Linked DNA regions of Mus musculus: region 1 is linked to region 2. The links are chromatin contacts, called in public Hi-C maps. All regions are on one chromosome and are shown on one strand. Each heading gives the region's core, a stretch centred on a gene start, on an enhancer-like site or on the middle of the called end of the contact. The rest is flanking DNA. Distances are from core to core; before and after follow the strand shown. Region 1 holds the start of 4930469K13Rik (RIKEN cDNA 4930469K13 gene). Region 2 overlaps Lcp2 (lymphocyte cytosolic protein 2).

Region 1 (3,797 bases), core at 1,206-3,705, 34 kb after region 2:
GGAACAGAGGGCAATAGCTTGTAGATGGAGAAAGTAGGGGTACATATTTCAGTTAATCCCACAGGAGGAACTATGTAAGATGAAATGGGTTAACTGGTGAGAGTTCTCCAGCATGCTGGCTCAGGGAGAGCTTAACTCCAGAAATACTGAACCACAGAAATTTTACATGGCTAGGAGAAAATGAGACAATATATCTATGACTGGCTAAACACCATGACCTATAGGTTTATTATAGCACTAAGAATATATTTAAAGTGAAAGAACACTTCACTTACAGAATCAAACTTTTTAACTCTTAATCTGGCATAGCCTGGGCAAGTTCAGTGCAGGTTCATGGGTGAAGACAGTGACTTTTGTAGAATTGACACAGGCACATGACTGTGCTGAGGGAAAGGGTGGGAGGCACATTCTGAAAGGCTAGATAACGTAAGAAACTTGTTGGTGTCAGAAATAGGGATTCAGGCCTAGCATCTTCAAACATACAGTTCAGACTATATTGAAAACATTTCTTAACAGGACGCTTATAATTAGTGGAGAATATCCTAGCTGAAATACAAATTGGCTCTAGCCTGTCTTCTGTGACAGCAGTGTGCAGACATGCTTAGCCTGTCTTCTGTGACAGTGGTGTGCAGACATGCTGACCCCATCCGTACCTTTCATCTTCTTCACCTCCAAAGAAATTGTATTAATGTTCTTAATCATGGCTTCCACTTTTTGCTTGTGGTCATGATGATTATTCTTAAACATCTGATTATAAAAGAGAAACAGAAGCAATATATAGGAGCAGAGCTATTTGCATTGGGGGGTTGGTGAGGTGGTTCAGCAGTCAAGAGGACTTACAGCTCCTTCAACCTAAATTCCATTCCCAGCACTCACACTGGACAATGGTTCCCCAGGACTGTTTACAACTCCAGCTCCAGGGGTCCAATGTCCTTTTCTGGCCTCTTCAGACACCCATGCAACACAGGGCACACACACATGTATATTTTTTTAAAAAATTAAAATTTAGGTAGTTTACAAAAGAAAAAAAAGTGTTATCTCAGAACTAAAGTCATTGTCTTTTCTTATACCCAGGAAAGCATCAACCTGTTTTGGTTTTCCAGATGAGAACCATTGCAAGTGGAATTCTTAGGGTGAGGGTTCTTCTCACATCCAAGACACATCCACAAGATGGGGCCCTTACAATAGAAACAAAGTCCCCTTTTCAGAAATCCTCAACATTTACAAACGACCTTACAGTTATCAATTGTGTGGGGGCTTTCCTAATTTTTTGTTGATTCCGTGTCTCTTACTCTTGAATGACAGTAGCCACTTGTAATTTCTTTAAGCACACACTAAAAACTAAAATGTTATGTCGTGTTTATAATTCATTGTCGAGAAAGGATTAAGCAAGCACTGGATTATCTGAAATACACGACGTTGCACAGTAAATATATCTAACCAAGACTGTCTCCAGAGGGATGGCTGACTAGATGTTAACTAGCTTTTTAGTCAAACTCCTCAAAATGACTTGAAAAGTAAACCGAAATTGGCCTAGACTGTTCCTGCCAGGTAAAAGCTGGGTAGTTACAGGTGAGGATTATTTGTGCTGGATAATGAAATCAAGTGAATCACCAAGTTAGCCCGTGTTTTTGTATTTTCCTGAATTTCAGTCATGTATCCTGTTTTCCCTCACTTCCTTCATGGCAGCTGTAAAACTTCTTTTTTTCTCCAGACATTAAGGAGAGAGACACGCTTTGCATAACCTCTAAGATCCTGAATATTAAAACAAGAGCATAAAGAACAATCTCACGTGCACATGCCAAATCCAAGATTTGGATGTTTTTTTTTGGGGGGGGGTAGAAATATAGTTTTAAAGAATAAGTATAAAGCCTAATTATTAATAATAAAACACAGAAACGGAAGTAAATGAATCAGAATGTCCTGAGCTCCACCCAGTGGGTAGGAGAGAGAGCATCAGAAGACTTAGGAGGCTCGAATCCCACAGGGCTGGCCACAGCTCAGCCTTATAGTTATAAAAATGGCTACTAACTGGGCACAGAAGATCCACACCCAGAGGACTAGGCCACGTCAGAAGTCAACATGCTATACAGGGAGGGCATGACACCACTGATGCACGTGCCCACAGAGCCCTGCTAGGGCCCTCAAACCTCAAGCGAGGCTTTCAAGAGCAGATTTTGAGGATCTCTACTCTCCAGGGGTCCCCGAGTTCCCAGTGCACAACACTCGCTCAGCCCCTGAGGCCGGGCCTAAGGCAGCCTGGAAATTCCCACCGCCTGGAAGTTTCTGGAAGTTTACACAGGCCTCGTTCACCTTCTGGGTGCCCCTTCCCCACCCACTCCACAGCCCTGAAGTTAGCTTGGTTACTGAACGGCTTCAAATACGCCTCAACTTTCCAAATGATCACCACAAATCACCTCGTCAACGGATCTGGTGAGGCCGAACCTTCAACAGTCAGTCAAGTCAACATTAGCTGTGGAGAGAGGGCGGGAAATCCAGGCTATGCTTCCTGATTGGCTAGTGTCTCTGTCTACCTGATTGGTCAGCGTCTATGCCCACAGCATTTTGATTGGTTTGGTCCTACACCCGTGGCATTCTGGGAATTGTAGTCTTAAATAAGAAACTCAACGGAAAATTGCGGATTCTAGGCTGCAAGTGACTCCTCTTGAGACTACCAACAAGGCCTTGACAATTTTGCTTCCTAGGTGCCAGCTTTATAACCCTTATGGGTTATTTTCTTTCCACAGTGCAGTGCTGGAGCTAAGGGCAGATTCTAGACTGACTGGTTTGGTTTGAAGCCTACACTAAATAAACTCTTAAGACCAAATTCCCACCCCCATCTTAGGAGCTATAAAAATATCTTGGAATAATATTTTGAGGGCTAAGTAAGATAATTAATCAGAGGGGTTTGGCTGGTAATAACTGTCCTGTAACTGTTTACTGGTATCAGGCTTACAAATTTTTCAGCTGAATAGGATACAGATGAGCCGACGACACAGTGATTTCTTGCCAAGTGAAGAAGCTGGGATTCAAGCCATCTGTGCTTGATTCCAAGAGGAATCCCTGACGCTACACGCTTTGAAACCGCCCCAGGTATTTGACATGGTGCTCTGAGTTATTATCCAAGATGTGCCGAGATCGTAGGTCTCCAGCATCAGGTACAAGGACATTCTGATTTCCCCAGGCCTCTCCTACAGTTCAGTGCCTTATCGAACCAGTTCCTTCCTGGTGGCAACCCACAGCACAGCCTGTTGGTCATTTTACGTTTTGTTTATCTCCAGTTTAACAATGTTGAGTTTGTCTGATGCTGAGTTAAATAGATGAGGAAGCCATAGGAGAACTGAGCATCAGTCCTGATGATAGCTAGCTGTGTGGCTCTACAAGAGTATCTTTTTTTCTTCTGAGCCCTCATTTCCTCATTGGGTTTCCTTGGGAGAGGCAAGGGCTAAGTTTCAGTCATTGCTAACATATAACAGCTTATTGAAGCCTGCATTATTACGGTACCTAGTATGTTAGTATTACTATCACATCTTAGACTCCACTCCTTTTAAATTTACTTTAAAAAAACACACCCCCAGTATAAGTGGAGTAAAATGTGACCAGAAGGTAAACAGGAGGACCCACAGGCAATGAAAACAGGGTGATATTTTATGCTGTGTGAGCTTGCCTCTTGCTTGATGCCGTGTCAGAGCCTGGTCTTTGTTTAAAACGAGTTCTTATTGGTCAGGAAAGTGTCACAGGCCATTTAGAACAAGCTGAGACTTCCATCTGAATAGAGTCAGAAAGATGGAAAGAAT
Region 2 (4,272 bases), core at 108-2,607:
AACTGAGGCAGCAGAACTTAAATTTGTGTTAGACAAGGCCTAACGTGTGTGCCGTGCTCTGATGCACACTCTGTCTCTGTTTCTTTGTCTCTGTTTCTCTGTCTCTCTCTGTCTCTGTCTCTCTGTCTCTCTGTCTCTGTCTCTCTGTCTCTCTGTCTCTCTCTCTCTCTCTCTCTCTCTCTCTCTCTCTCTCTCTCTCTCTCTCTCTCTCTCCTGCTTTATCTCTCTTCCCTTTGCATTTCTTTCTTCCTGAGTGATCAGCACATTTGGCTCAAGGTTCACAAGTGGAATACAGTTAGTGAAGTTGATACTAGAACGGACTCTCGGACTATGGAGAAGAGCTGGGGGCAGATTCAGTTCGATGAGGCCCTGGAGTCTCTTTCACTCCACTCTCCAACCTTACTCCTTTCATAATTACAAACTTCCTTCTCTTCTTTCCTCTTCTCTGCCTTTTTGTGAATAACAATCTCCACTGGAATCAAGAGTGACAGGTGTTACTCTGCAAGACTTTCTGATCATTAGAACTGCCACGGGTTTGTAGGAGTTAGTCCCCAGTCACTGTGAGATTCTGCAGACCCTGGGGGAGGCCTGGGGACTTATGTGACAGGTGCATAGGTGATCCTGATGTGCAGGAAGTCAAGTTGTCAAATGTAACCTACTAACAAGAAAGATTAAAACAAACAAACGAACAAATAAACAAAAATCTTTGATATTTGCATAGAAAATGCTTTCCTGAAGACACATAGAAGATGCTGGCCTTGGGATAGGACATTATAGTCAGAATCTCAGACCTGAGGCTTCTGTTCCTTATACATCACTTGGAGAGACAGACTGACTATGACAATGAAGTCTGGCCCAGTCATGCAGCAAGTTAGAGATACTTTTCGGCTGGGACCTAGGTCACTATGTGGTTTGACTTCCTTTGAGAGGCTCAGTCTCTTCCCAGGGCCAGCGCCACTCTCAGATGAGGGAAAGCAGAAGGAACTACTGTGTGGATCCCCAGCCTTCTCTTCCTCCTTCCCAGGTTGGAGAGAGAGGGCTAGGGGTTTGTGCAGAGAGAGAGAGGCTGTGTCATCTCTGCCATTCACTGTCATTTGATCCACTGGGGGTGGGGTGCAACTTGGTAGGTCTGGGCAAAGCTGACAGCCACTTCCCTGCCCTCTGGCTAGCAAAACAACTCAACAGTCTACCTGCTTCCCTTTGCCCCCACCCTGTCTGCCCCCCACCTGGGTGAGGGGGTCCCCACAGTTTAGGAAGGCTTCTCAGAAGCTCTTTGCAGCCATCATGGGAGGCCTAGGCTTTGCTGCCTCCTGCACAGTGCACCTTCCTGCCTTTCTCAGCTCTTTGCTGCTCTGCATGGGGCCTGTGGTTTAGCATTTCCTTCCTTTCCAGCTAGAGCCCCAGCAGCCCCTGCCTGGCTGTGAGAGATACTGGCGAGAAGTGCCACTGCACAGAGTAGGAGACATTTTGAAGAGTCCCAAGCATGTGGGAGCCAGCTAAAGCCCAGCGAAGCTCTGTGGGGTAGGAGAATTGAGTTCTGGCTCAGTTCCACCTTCCTCAGGCCCTTGCTCAAATGATACCTACTTGTTGAGTACCGGTAGTTTTAAATTGTAAGCCCACTATCTTCCTGCTCAAGCACTTCCCACCATCACATGAGCAGATGTGGTTCCCTCTTACTTTGAACATTATTTGTGTAAGAGTTCATTATTAGCCAGGTGGTAGCATGCACCTTTAATCTCACCCCTCAAGAGGCCGAAACAGGAAGATTTCAAATTTCAAGCCAGCATGTACTATGCAGGCTGTCTCAAATAAACATCATTCATTATTTTACCTGCCCCCCCCCTCTCTCTCTCTCACACACACACACACACATACACACACACACACACACACACACACACACACACACACACACACACGTTCTAGCTTTCTCTTATTTATTTATTTATTTATTTATTTATTTGTGTATATGCATGTAGGTGTGTATGAGATATGTGTGTAAAGACAAGACTTCAGCTTTCATTCTTCAGGAGTAATTCACCTTGCTTTGTTAGAACAGGGTCTTTCATTACAGTCTGGGGCTCCGCTGGCTGTTGCATGGATCTCATGGATCTTCCTGTCTCTGCCTTCCCTGTGCTGGGATTACAAGTGCACTGTGCCACACTTAGTTTTTATATGGTTATGGGGATCAAAGGTATCCCACAGGTCCACATGCCTTGTGCAGCAAGCACTTTACTGACTGAGCCATTTCCTCAGGTCCCTTGTCTGCTTCTCTCTACAATCCAAGAGCAGAGCTTCTTTTGTTGTTCTGGGATGGACTTTCTGAGTGCCTAGCAGAGTTCTTGGCACTTAGAAGGGCTTCAGTGCGTGCATTAAAGTAAGCAGGTGACAGGGCAGGACAGAAGTGGCTGCTGCAGCTGCTGCCACCCACCCTGGCAGGATGCAGGACAGACATTCCTCTAACCATCATATAGGAGACCTTTAGCCTGTCTGCTATCTTCTCTAAACAACTACTGCCAGGTCACATGTGGCCATAATTATGTTACACACATCCTTATGTTGTGTTTAGAGAAAACTAGAAAGCCCCTTGTATGTCTCCCCCACCTTCCCACTGTCCCACTTTACCCCTTCCACCCCGGCCCTACCTCAACTTTCAAGTGCTTTTCCCTCTAGAGCAGGCGGTCCTCACCCTTCCTAATGTTGTGACCCTTTAATACAGTTCCTCATGTGTGGTGACCCCCCCAACCATAAAATTTTTTTTGTTGCTACTTCATAGCTGTAATTTTGTTACTGTTATGAATTGTCATGGGTTTTCCAATGGTCTTAGGCAGCCCCTACGAAAGGGTCATTCCACCCCTCAAAGGGACCTCAACCCTCTGGTTGAGAACTAATGCTGTAGATGGTGCTTCAAGTCTAAAGTTCCAACAATGGGGTTCCTATGGAGGGCTTCCCATTGCCTTGTTTGTCTGTTCTCTTGAGTCGCTCAGCTGCTCAAGTTCATCTGCCCTGTCACTCCTCTGAGATCGGAGAGTCCTGAGCAGTGAGTTAGAAGCTGAGGAAGGAATAGAAATGTTAGGGGTTGTTAAGGACTGCCCTTGCTAATCTAGCCAATTTGCACTAGGCTAACTTGTTTCCATGAGCTGCCAACCAGCAGAAGGGACACAGATTGAGTGTAGCTATCACAGCTAGGAAGAGGACAATGCAGAGAGAATTGCACAAGGGTGTGGGTGTGGTACCTTGAAAGAATACTGAGTTGGAAACTAGAGAGGATGGGCTAGTATGTGTGCTGTGGAGACAGGTGGCGTTCATCACTAATCTACAATATCCTTCCTTTTGTTTGAGCCCCTGTCATCTCCTACAAAATATAATTAGGATGAGCTCTGAAGTTCCTTCTCTTACTCCTGGAGTCTGCAATGTGGAGTTTTCGGTTCTAGAGCTTTGAGGATTGCTAGGGCCTACTTGAGAAACAGTCTGGAAGCCAAGGCTCTCCCTATGCTGGTGTTTGGGGACTTGCTGGTTCTGTATGGTGCGCCTGAGCACATGGTATAGTTAGCTATTTTGACTGAACTTGGGGCTCAAGGTCAGGGTGACTCAAGCAGACTCTCCCTTGGCAAAACTAGGGCTAGTATGTACCTTTATGGGGAATGTTTTTCTATAAAAATTCCTATGGGTGCTTTAGTTATTCACGGCTGTGATGAAATGCCTCAGCAAGACAATTGAAAGGAAGTAGTTATTTTGGCTCACGGCCTTAGAGGTTTCCATTGGATTCTTTGGCTTTAGCTGGCTTCTGGGCCTGTGGGGAGGCAGAGAATCACTGTGAAAGGGAAGGAGAAGCAAAGCCATTCCCTCGATGCATGGTGGCTGGGATGCAGAAAGAGACAGGAGAGACTGGGCATGAAAACCCTCCTTAAGTGCACGTCTCTGGGAACTAACGTCTTTCAACTTGACCCTCACTTCTGTATTTCTACTTCCTCCCAACAGTCTCTTCAGAATCTAAATGCATAAATGTGTCTGTGGCTATGCGGCATGAGACACAAACCACAAGGCCCCCAGTAGCCTGAAGCATCCCCTTATTCTTCAGGGACCTTCACTCATGTGAAGCCATCTTTGACTTCACTACAGAAAACAATTTCAAGATGAGCCAGAACGAAGCAGAGTTGGGTTTATTAAAAATGTAAAGAGTATTTAGCATAGTTTTAAACATATGGGGTTACTATAAAAAGATGCCCAGAGAGGAAGAAGATATCCAGAGAGGGTGGTGTGGGCTTCTTC

What was found. Hi-C and Micro-C count contacts between places; a contact is called where the count stands out from the background.
Region 1: a contact with region 2 is called in a Hi-C map of regulatory T cells, with 1.6 times the contacts expected there. The contact joins the promoter of 4930469K13Rik here to the enhancer-like site in region 2. A contact is called at or near these places in 6 of 484 Hi-C or Micro-C datasets (T follicular helper cells, Th1 cells, double positive thymocytes and 2 more), 4 of 115 datasets of contacts at active chromatin or transcription factors (CD8 T cells, the HPC-7 cell line, the SCID.adh cell line and 1 more) and 3 of 9 other capture datasets (adipose tissue, liver and pancreatic islet).

The regions. Positions count from the first base shown.
Region 1 is chr11:34,096,099-34,099,895 of GRCm38.p6, forward strand. 4930469K13Rik (RIKEN cDNA 4930469K13 gene) reads right to left here and starts at 2,456. Exons shown (of 5, transcript NR_155520.1): 1 at 2,418-2,456; 2 at 654-747.
Region 2 is chr11:34,062,869-34,067,140 of GRCm38.p6, forward strand. The region is part of intron 3 of Lcp2 (lymphocyte cytosolic protein 2); the gene reads left to right. The region is part of intron 4 of 4930469K13Rik (RIKEN cDNA 4930469K13 gene); the gene reads right to left. Among named protein-coding and RNA genes, the nearest start is that of Lcp2, 18 kb to the left of the region's middle. Within about 2 kb of position 1,358, at least 135 of the 459 cell types and tissues checked have an H3K27ac peak or open chromatin away from gene starts, as enhancers often do. A contact at or near this core is called in CD8 T cells, the HPC-7 cell line, the SCID.adh cell line and 6 more, where this site is marked.